2 separate regions of the Mus musculus genome follow, and region 2 is linked to region 1. A link is a contact called in public promoter capture Hi-C data. All regions are on one chromosome and are shown on one strand. Each heading gives the region's core, a stretch centred on a gene start, on an enhancer-like site or on the middle of the called end of the contact. The rest is flanking DNA. Distances are from core to core; before and after follow the strand shown.

The links. Promoter capture Hi-C pulls out the DNA fragments that hold promoters and counts their contacts.
Region 2: a promoter capture Hi-C map of hippocampal neurons shows a contact between it and region 1, with 5 times the contacts expected there. The contact joins the enhancer-like site here to the promoter of Ryr3 in region 1. A contact is called at or near these places in 6 of 39 promoter capture datasets (cranial neural crest, embryonic stem cells, epiblast stem cells and 2 more), 3 of 484 Hi-C or Micro-C datasets (cerebral cortex and cortical neurons), 3 of 115 datasets of contacts at active chromatin or transcription factors (embryonic forebrain, forebrain and neural tube) and 1 of 9 other capture datasets (embryonic stem cells).

What each region holds. Positions count from the first base shown.
Region 1 is chr2:113,215,722-113,220,464 of GRCm38.p6, forward strand. It overlaps Ryr3 (ryanodine receptor 3), which reads right to left and starts at 1,362. Exons shown (of 104, transcript NM_001319156.1): 1 at 1,219-1,362. The coding sequence starts at 1,269.
Region 2 is chr2:113,055,772-113,060,704 of GRCm38.p6, forward strand. The region is part of intron 1 of Ryr3 (ryanodine receptor 3); the gene reads right to left. Among named protein-coding and RNA genes, the nearest start is that of Ryr3, 160 kb to the right of the region's middle. Within about 2 kb of position 3,405, at least 21 of the 459 cell types and tissues checked have an H3K27ac peak or open chromatin away from gene starts, as enhancers often do. A contact at or near this core is called in hippocampal neurons and second pharyngeal arch cranial neural crest, where this site is marked.

The sequences.
Region 1 (4,743 bases), core at 112-2,611:
AGGAACTGTGTTTGAAGAAGAGACAATGGAAGTAAGGATGGGTCTGAAAATTATTAGAAGGAAACTGCAAAGCAAGAGGGAACGTTCCAAAAGATGGACAGAGCAAAGTTGTCGTCCTCTATGACCAGGACAGAAAGAAGCAGGGCGCTCTTAAAAAGGACAGTGCAAGGTAAGATTTTCATTCTAATTCTCCAGACCTACCTACCTCGTCACCTAGCACTTATAAAGCATTTGTCAGTTGCAAAATATTATGGAATTCACTATTTCATTTAATTATCTTTCATGAAATGCTAGTTACATTTGCCTCCATTTTACACGAGAGGAAACTGAGGCTACGTAGAGAAGATTATATGAATTGTTCAAGGTCAGGTGGCTGAAATCAGCCCTAGGAAGCAACCTGCTGCCCCCTGTCCTTCAAGGTGGTCGACCACCTTGAGTTGTTAACTCCCGAAGGGGAAGACAGGCATAGCAGCGCTGGACTTTGCCCCGTTCCCCAAATCTGGGATGGAGCATTGCCCTCCATCCAGCGCCAAGAAGGGGACCTGATGACGCGGAGCCACAGACCGGGATTTCCCCATTCTGCAGGGTTCTTGGGAGCCTGGAGCACAAACAGTAGCTCTCACACACCCGCGGGTGAGTCAAGTAAGGTTTAGCAGCAGTTGCTGAATAGAGATTTAAAGAGAAGGGAGACGGACAGTACTGGATGAATTCCCTTCTGATCAGTCCCTACATTGCCACCAAAAGCAGGCGCCCGGTTTCCAGACCGGGATCCCCACTCTCGCCCCTGCCCCATTGGCTCCTTTCTTGACTGTCCCCTAGAGCCCAAAGGCAGCTCGAATGAGGGACCCGGCAAGGTGTGGAGGTGACAGGAGGCCGGTTGTGGAACACCTCTGATCTTCTGGGTCGGAGGAATCACAAGCCAAGCTCAGCTTGAAGTTTGAGCATCAAGGGTTTCAGACCAAGTAGCGAGTTGCCCGGAGAGCGAGCAGTCCCGGGTGGGAGACCTGAGAGTGTGAGGTGGCAGCACGGAATGAGGGGGAAAGGCTGAAGAAGGGGCCCCTTTCCACTCAGCCCCTCACCGCGGAGAGGTGGCTGGTCCGCCTCTGCAGCCTGCGAGTGCGGAGAACGCGCCCCGCACCGCGGCGCAGCGCAGCCCCTCCTCACCGCGCCGCGCTCCTCCCCACCTGCCCGCCGCCTCGCCCGGCCGCCGAGACTCACAGTCCTCAGGAACTGGATCTCATCCTCGCCTCCTTCTCCCGCTTCGGCCATGGCTCCCAGGGCGTGCGCTGCGCCCCAGCCTCGGGCGCCTCTGTTTCCCCTAGGCAGCGGCGTGCGCTGACTGCTGCTCTGCCGCTGCTCTTTCTCCTCCTCCTCCTCCTCCTCCTCCTCCTCCTCCTCCGTCCTCCTCCTCCTGCTCCTCGCTCAGCCTCAGCAGCGCCGAGCTAATCCCCGACCATATAGGGAGCTGGGCTAACACTTGACTGCACTGCAGAGCGCCAATGCCAGGCGAGCAGCCCGCCCACCCCTCTCTCCTCTCGCCCCAGCCAAGTGCGCGGCAGCCACGGACTCCGCGGACAGCGCAGCGCGGCGCGCGCCGGGCGGGTGTGGGGCAGAGCTAGGGACCCGGGCCGGAGCCGTGGAACCTCCCCCGCACCGCACGGCACCGCACATTCGGTGGAGACGCGCGCCCCGCGGCGACGGGAAGATGGCTCTTACACAAAGGCCAGTTGCTTAGATTCAGTGCCCCCAAATTGGGCACAAACCCTCTAGATTTGTCCACTTTGCACGGTGCATGTGTGTGTGTGTGTGTGTGTGTGTGTGTGTGAGAGTGTGTGTGTGTGTGTGTGTGAGAGAGAGAGAGAGAGAGAGAGAGAGAGAGAGAGAGAGAGAGAGAGAGAGAGAGAGAGAGAGTAAGTATTGGTTTCATATTTGGGTGGGAGTGCCCATCTGGAGCAGGGCGCTGACCACTCACCACCTCACCACCCATAATGGGTGTTCCTTTTTCATGCAGCAAGGAGAGACTGAGGGTGACTGCTCATCCATAACAAAGTTTGTAACCCCGTGGGTAGCTCTTCTTTAGAGAACCCATTCACTCTTTAAAATTTGATAAGGAGAGGGTACAATAATCAGAATGCACAGTACACGTGCATGAAATTGGCAAAGAACAAACTCAATAAACGTTTTGGTTTTGTTTTTTGTTTTTGTTTTTTTAATCTGATAAGGACACTACACCCCCATTGAATAGAGCTTCACTAGCCCCTGGGAGCTTCAAGAAGCTGTCCTCAATTTGGAAATCAGATGGCGTCAGAATTGTTTCTTTGTGCCCACGCTTACCCATACTCTGCACTTTAGAGCTAGCCCTCTGGACTCAGGGGAGTGTGAGGCTGCTGAGAGCACACAGTGTGTCCTAGGAGGCTACTAATCCTTACCTGACCTTGGGTGGATTTTTTAGGATTTGGGAGCAGTGAGATTGGTCCTCTAAAAGCACAGAGTGCAGGGTGTCCCTTCTGTATGCTGGTCAAGTAGTTTCTGGGCAAAACAAAAATGTTTTAAAAGAAAGTGCCTCAAGATGTAGGTGAGTAGCAGCTCTGGGTCTGAACCTACCAGCTCCTCTAAAGGCTGCCTGGAATACAGCATGCCATCCACACATTGTGGCACTTTACCTTTCATGCTTGCCTCTATGCCCAACCTTTGGATAAAGACTCTTGTCTCCATCACTGGCAAGAGTACATGTTGATAGATGAAAGGCCGAGGAACGCCATCAGCCATGGCTAGAACTTCAGCAGAACCCAGGGAACAGTGAAATACTCTCCGGGTGCTTGAACCATTGTAAGTCATCAAGGAAACCAAGAGCAGTTGACTAGAGGGGGGCCGTGTGACGGACATGGTGGCTAACTGACAGCCTATGGGGCCAGAGAAAATCTTTCCTTTTAGTCCGTTCAGCACTTTATACCTTTTTACATACAGCGTTGCTAAGTGCTATATGTATAACATCTGAAACCTGACTAATGAAATAAAATAGAGCTATATCTAATCAATACTGCTTACTTGTCCTACAACAGGGACTCTTAGGTGTGTTTTATCAACGAGAATAACAAAGCTTTAGAACATTAGAGAAAATGGCCACCATCATATAAATAAGCATCTCCTTTGCTATGCATTATTATCCATGGTGACCAGTTACCCAGATGGTGTTAATGGGGCCGGTGCTGTGTCCTCAATTCTAGGAAGGCTGGTTAGTTTCACTCAATTTGCGAGTTAAGGACCTAGCCCCTTCACTTTGACCCAAAACCTCGTAAAACCTTGTTCATTTTGCCAAAAGGAAGAAGCCATTGAATATAGAAACCAAATTATTCATGGGGACATAGAAACTAAGAGACCTCATTTGATTTAAATACTCTCTGCCCCGGTGAACCTATAGTAAACTGTATAGACCACTGAAATTAGCTTCAACGCCATTTCTCACCACCTCCAGCAATAACTAATCTTGGTTGGCACACCTGTGAAGAGGAAACCTCAGCTGAGGAATTACCTCCATCAGATTCACCTATGGCCAAGTCTGTGGGGATATTTTCTTGATTGCTAATTAATGGGAAAGGGCCCAGCCCACTGGGGGAGGGGTCGCCTTTGAAGACCCGGTCCTTGTATAAGAAAGCCAGGTGAGTTTAAGTCAGTAAACACCAGTTCTCCATGGTTTCTGTTTCAAGTTCCTATGTAAGTGTCTAGTTTGGAGTTACTACTATGGTGATAAAACACCATAACCAAAACCAACTTGGTGAAGAAAGAATTTATTTGGCTTAAGTTTTCACATCACTGTTCATCATTGAAAGAAGTCACCACAGATGTTGGAGATCATACCGTGAGAAAGTAAGCCTTTTGCAGTTTCCCACCCTAATAAGCCAAATGGCCTTGTGTTGGGAGCCAGTCACCTCCTCCTCCCTATCCCTTCCTGGCACCTAAGACTCTAAAAGTTTGAATTATAGTCCCCTCTTCCTTATCTCTTCCAGACTCCCAAGACTTCTAAGGACCTGAGTTATGTGCTGAGCCCAGCTTGACACCCCAGGCTGCCAGACTAGGGGTGGCCACATCCACAATGAGCAGGGCCCTCCCCTACCAATCACTAATTTTTAAAAACACCCTATAGGCTTGCCTGCAGCCTGATCTTATGGAAGCGTTGTTTGTTTGTTTGTTTGTTTGTTTGTTTGTTTGTTTCTCAACTGAGGCTCCCTCCTCTCCTATGGCTCTAGCTAGAGTCAAGTTAACATAAAACTAGCCAGCACAGTTGGCTCCCCTCAATCATAGACTGTAACCTACAAGCTAAAACAAATCCTTCCAAACCACACAAGATCACCCCTAACTGTAGACATCCATTTGCTGAAATGCATCTCTTAAGCTAATTACACTTATGCTTTGATCTGTACTGAGTCAGGCTCCACTTGGGGAAACGATAAAGGCAGTAACTTTAAGAACTGCAGAGTGAGTTGAGGAAGCTGACTCTGCCAGCACTATTATTTTTAATACATCATCATATATGTGAAGCCTCTCCATAGATTGGCAGAATATTTATTTTTATATCAGCAAAGGAAAAAATCTTTCCATGATTTCCATCCGGGTAATTAACTCTTGAATCTTTTCTATGTGTGATAAGACAAAGGGTACCACTACTGTGATGGTTAATTTTCATTGTCAACTTGGCTAGATTTAGAGCCACGGGGAGAACATTCTTCTGGGTCTGCCTATGAG
Region 2 (4,933 bases), core at 2,155-4,654, 160 kb before region 1:
AAGATACATTCTTAGAATCCCACTAGCAGATGATCTCATTATTGCGCAAACATCATAGAATATACTTAAGCAAATGTAGATGGTAGTGTCCTGCAGCAAATTTAGATTGAAAGGAGCAATAAACAGTTGGCTTAAAATGCAAACAAACCGTAGTCTGTATAAAAATGCATTCTTTAAATCATTATCCTGTAAGCTTTTTCCTTTTCCTTTTCTTTTCTTTTCTTTTCTTTTCTTTTCTTTTCTTTTCTTTTTTTTTTTTTTAATTTAATGTAGTTCAGGGATCAAACCCAGGGCCTCACACATTCTAGAGCTGCTCAGCACTGAGCTACGCACACAGCTTATATCTTCTTTATTTTAAATCATGTATTTTAGATTACCTTAAAATATTTTGTTAAAAACTGAGAGACAACACAAGCATTAGTTTAGGTGTACATGTAGTTAGACTAATCAGCTCCCAATAACTTCTTCCACAATCCCTTCTTAGTTCAGGAGAAATACAAGCACACACATATGTATATACAAATAGAAGTCCCTCCCTGCAACATGCACGAGTCTACTCTAAAATAGTAAAAAAAGTAATAAATATATAAACCAGTAACATTTATTATGAACTGTGCATAATTGTCTGTGTACACTTTGATGTGACTGGCACTAGGGTGGGTTTGATGGTGGATTGAGTGTCAATTTCCCATATAATGATGGTTATGGTCGTCAAGAAGTAAGACTTTTCAGCTTTAGCATAATCGTATGGGACCAGCAATGAAGTCATATATGGTGCATTTCTCAGCCTATGTCTCTGCTATTCAGTGATGTGTGACTACCTTCCTAGTTTAGGGCAATCTGTCTCCCAAAGAGCTATTATAACATAACACATTTTATGTTTTATTATAACGTAAAAGAAAGAGACACATGCTTCATTGATGAACCCCTATTTACTATTGTATATTTACTGAGGTATACACCTGTGGTAGAGCTCTTATCTAGCATACATGAAGCCCTCAGTTCAACTTCCCTGTACTGTAGAAACAAAACAAAATAAATACTTAATCCTCAGCACTGCCATAAATGTGAAAAACTATAAAACAGGCTATGTGACAAATTCTGTGGACTTACTGTGAAGTCAAGAGAAATTTTCATTTGTCTGGCAAAAAAGGTTATTATGCGGTCCATGACCTATACAAGCTCCCATACAGCTAACATTAACCTCTCTTCAAACTAGACACAGCCTATGAGTTACCTATATCTGGGCCAGAATATAATGTAATATAAATGGACACAGAAGGCATAAAAGACATTTGAGTACAAATTAATAATTTTTAAGGCTTTAAAAATAAATTTTTCTCTAATATGGTGCTTGACATTTTAAATCTTCTTAAATTCCAGTTGACAAATGGGTGATTGCTAATGGTCTTTGTCTAAAACTACAAAATAGAAGCAGATTTGAGAGGGATTTTGTGGTAGCAAGCTTCCCGGGAGGTTTCAGAGATGCATCCAGGTTGACACTGGTGCTGCTGTGAAGATTTTCTCAGATGGGCTCGACATTCATAGAGCACAAACCTCCTCTGACACTAATGTACTGCTGTTCGCAGTTATGTAATTATGGTTAAAGTATTGTGATGGGTTTTAAGACTGTCTTGTACGTTGATTGATTTTTGTGACTCGGTTTTCATATAAAATTCATTACAGTTGAATGGTGAAGAGCATTGAGCCCCGAAATCAGTCTGGCTGGGCTGAAATCTTATTGCTGGATCCAGTCAGAAGACCTGGAGCAAAGTGTGTTAACTTCTCACCTTACTGTGTTTTGTTTGTTTGGTTTTTTTGCTTTTTTGTTTTGATTTTTTTTTTTTTGCTTTTTGTTTTGGTTGGTTGTTTTTGTTGTTGTTGTTTTGTTTTGCTTTGAGGTTTTTTTTGTTTGTTTTTAATTGTTTTGGTTTTTGTAAAATGGAAAAATATTATTCATTTTTCCATAATTTATTTGAGGATTGATCTAAAGAAAACCAGCCCTTTCCCCACAAAATGTTTCCATATAACAAGTACTTAGTACAAACTGGTAGCCTTCTTTATTTTATTGTATCTTGTTAGGCCATGTTTTGTTGAAATCCCTGGGAGGCCTGCCCTTTTCTGAAGGGAAATGGAAGAGGAGTGGATCTGAGGGGGAGGAGATGGGAGAGGGTTGTTAGGATGAATGAAGGGAGGGGAAAGTGCAGTCAGGATATATTGTATAAGAGAAGAATTTTAAAAACCCTTTAGGAATTACCAACACTTAATGGTCTGTATCTCTTTGTAACAGCAGGATACACAGCCCAACTCCCATTGACTTGTTATTGATGTTTGTAAAAGTGGTGGAGTGATTTAAAAGAAGATACACAGCTGATTTTCATGGGGTTGCAGGCAGCTTTTCTGACAGCTGAAACAGTTTTAAATTCACAAAGCATAAATTACCCTTAACTGATTACTCAAGGCAATGTCTGGCTTGCATTGGGAAGTTGGAAGTTAAAGGAAAATCATACCATTTCCGTCTCACAGTCAACTGTCAGCTTCTAAGTGACTGCCAGACTAAAATACACGGGAAACACCCCTTCAGCGTCCACACATACTCCATAATTACATATACATGGGAAATACCCTCTTCAGCATCCACATACTCTATAGCTACATTTTTTTTCCAATATGAATAGAGTCTTCCTATCCTTTGACCCCACAACCCTGAGAAATTCAAATAACCACAGCTCACTTTCCATTTGCTTTCCATTAGGCTTCCTCGTCAAGAATAGTCTGAGGAAGTTAGTGCTGGTGATGTAATAGAAGCATCTAAGAATGAACTTCCAGAGGCTCTGGCTTGAACTCTTGTTCCCTGACTGGCGTCTTGACTTTGGGTGAGCTCCCTATTTTAGTGAACCTTACTTTCAAACTGAAACTAATCATGCACATAGACATTCTATAGACTAACTTTAAAGCACACTGTGATAGGAACAACAATGTATTTAAATTCTTATTACTTATTTTCTGAGGATCCCATCTTACTTGAGACACATCCCCCTGCCCCCTCAATTTCCTCCTGATCTGACTTGCAAGCTCTCTACATTCCTACTAAATTCTGGAAGATTGCTATTGATGCCACCGAAAAATCAGCAGTTCTAGAGTTAACCTGTTTTTTTGTTTTGTTTTGTTTTTTTTTTTTTTTTTTGTCTCACTTATCTGACTGTGGAGCCCATGTTTCCCACTCTTTAACTGTGGGTCTCTCTCTCCTACCCATAGCCATTCTCATCCCCACGTGGTATGTTTCTCAGCCTCTGCCAGGCAAATGAGAACTGTTACTATCCAGAATGATGCATAGAGAATGAGGAGCAAGGAGTGGGTGGAGGAGGATGCGGTGCCAATTCCAACAGAGGGTGTGGCAGCCACTGCTATCGTCTGGGGGAAGGGGAAAGCAAGCCACCATTCGTGGGGTGTGTATTATGCACAGCTCTGTGCCAGGTACTTACAAAATGAATCAGGCTCAGAATCTGTCCTTTACCCAAAGCCATAACACTGGCGGTGATAAAATGAGGAGTCAAACTAGCTGAATGCCATTGGAAATTCTGGGTGTTTTGAGGCAGTGTGAGATGTCTCTAGTAAGGACAGTGGGGACACAGTGATGTCCACAAGTCTGTGGAAAGGCTAGAAGTAGGCTGGTTCTTTAAGCTAGACAATTATTACATCTGCTTTCCCCGGAGCTGAAGATTGGCTGCAGTAGGGGAGAGCACCACATGTTTTCTACGACCAAACACGTACTCTGGAAAGCTTTCCTTTAATAGAATGTATGCAGGAATCAATCCACACACTTGTCCAGAAACTCACAAATTCATGACTCAGTACTTCTGTGAAACTGAGGATCATGTGCGGTCTGTTGTCTAAATTTAAGCTTACTACATGGATAGTCCCCTAAGCTGACATTGCATTTCTATCCTCACCTCTGCCCTCCCCCACTCCGAAAAATAAACCCCAAATGCAAATTCATGTAAATCCTATTCAAAATAATGGAGAGTGTTAGATCTGTGCCCAGAACCAGCCAATGCCACTCTGTCCCAAATAGTTTCAGCTCAGCCCTCCACTATGTGTGAATCGCTACTCAGAACCATTTGACTTGGGGCAAGAGGCAGGAGTGTTTGCTTCACGTCCACAGGCTGGTGATGTCCAGGCTCTGTCCCTTTCTTTCTTCCATCCTCACCTCAGAAGTCAATTATGTGCCACGAAACTTGGTCACACTCTTGTCTTCTCACAAAAAGTGCAACCGATAGACTTAAAAAAGAATTATTTAGCAGGATGTTTTCTCTGTCTATAAGACATCTCAGCTCTCTGGAAGTGGCAAGGTGAATAATGCCCCTGGCATCTTTTTGTGTGAGGAATGCTTTAGCTGAGGCACTGAAGAACCAGCTCACTGAAAAGCTGGCTTCTTCTCCTCTCCTCCAGGTCTTGAGGTTTCAGCCTTGGGAAGTGCAAGGAAAAGGCGCAGAGAGAGGACAGGGGAACACTGAGAGGAGGGCGTGGCTGCCATAAGCTCAGATTCAAGACAAGGTTTCTGCTGAGAATTCCACCTCATCAGGGCCATGTCCTCAATTGCCTCTTGCCCATCTACCTACCACGTACCTCTCTCAAGAGCTCAGTGTTTTATGTTTGGTTCTGTCTGAATACCTTCTTCTCATGCTAACATGAAATCATTGCCTCCAAATGAAGAATCCACCTCACATACCTTGTCAAAAAATCCAGCCTCTAAATGATCTCTCTCTCTCTCTCTCTCTCTCTCTCTCTCTCTCTGTGTGTGTGTGTGTGTGTGTGTGTGTCTCCCCCTCGCCATCTCTCTCTCTCTCCATTTTTCTGTTTCTCTGTCTCTGTCTGTCTCTATCTCCTTCTTTGTCTCTGCCTCTCTCTCTGTCTCTCTGTCTCTGTCTCT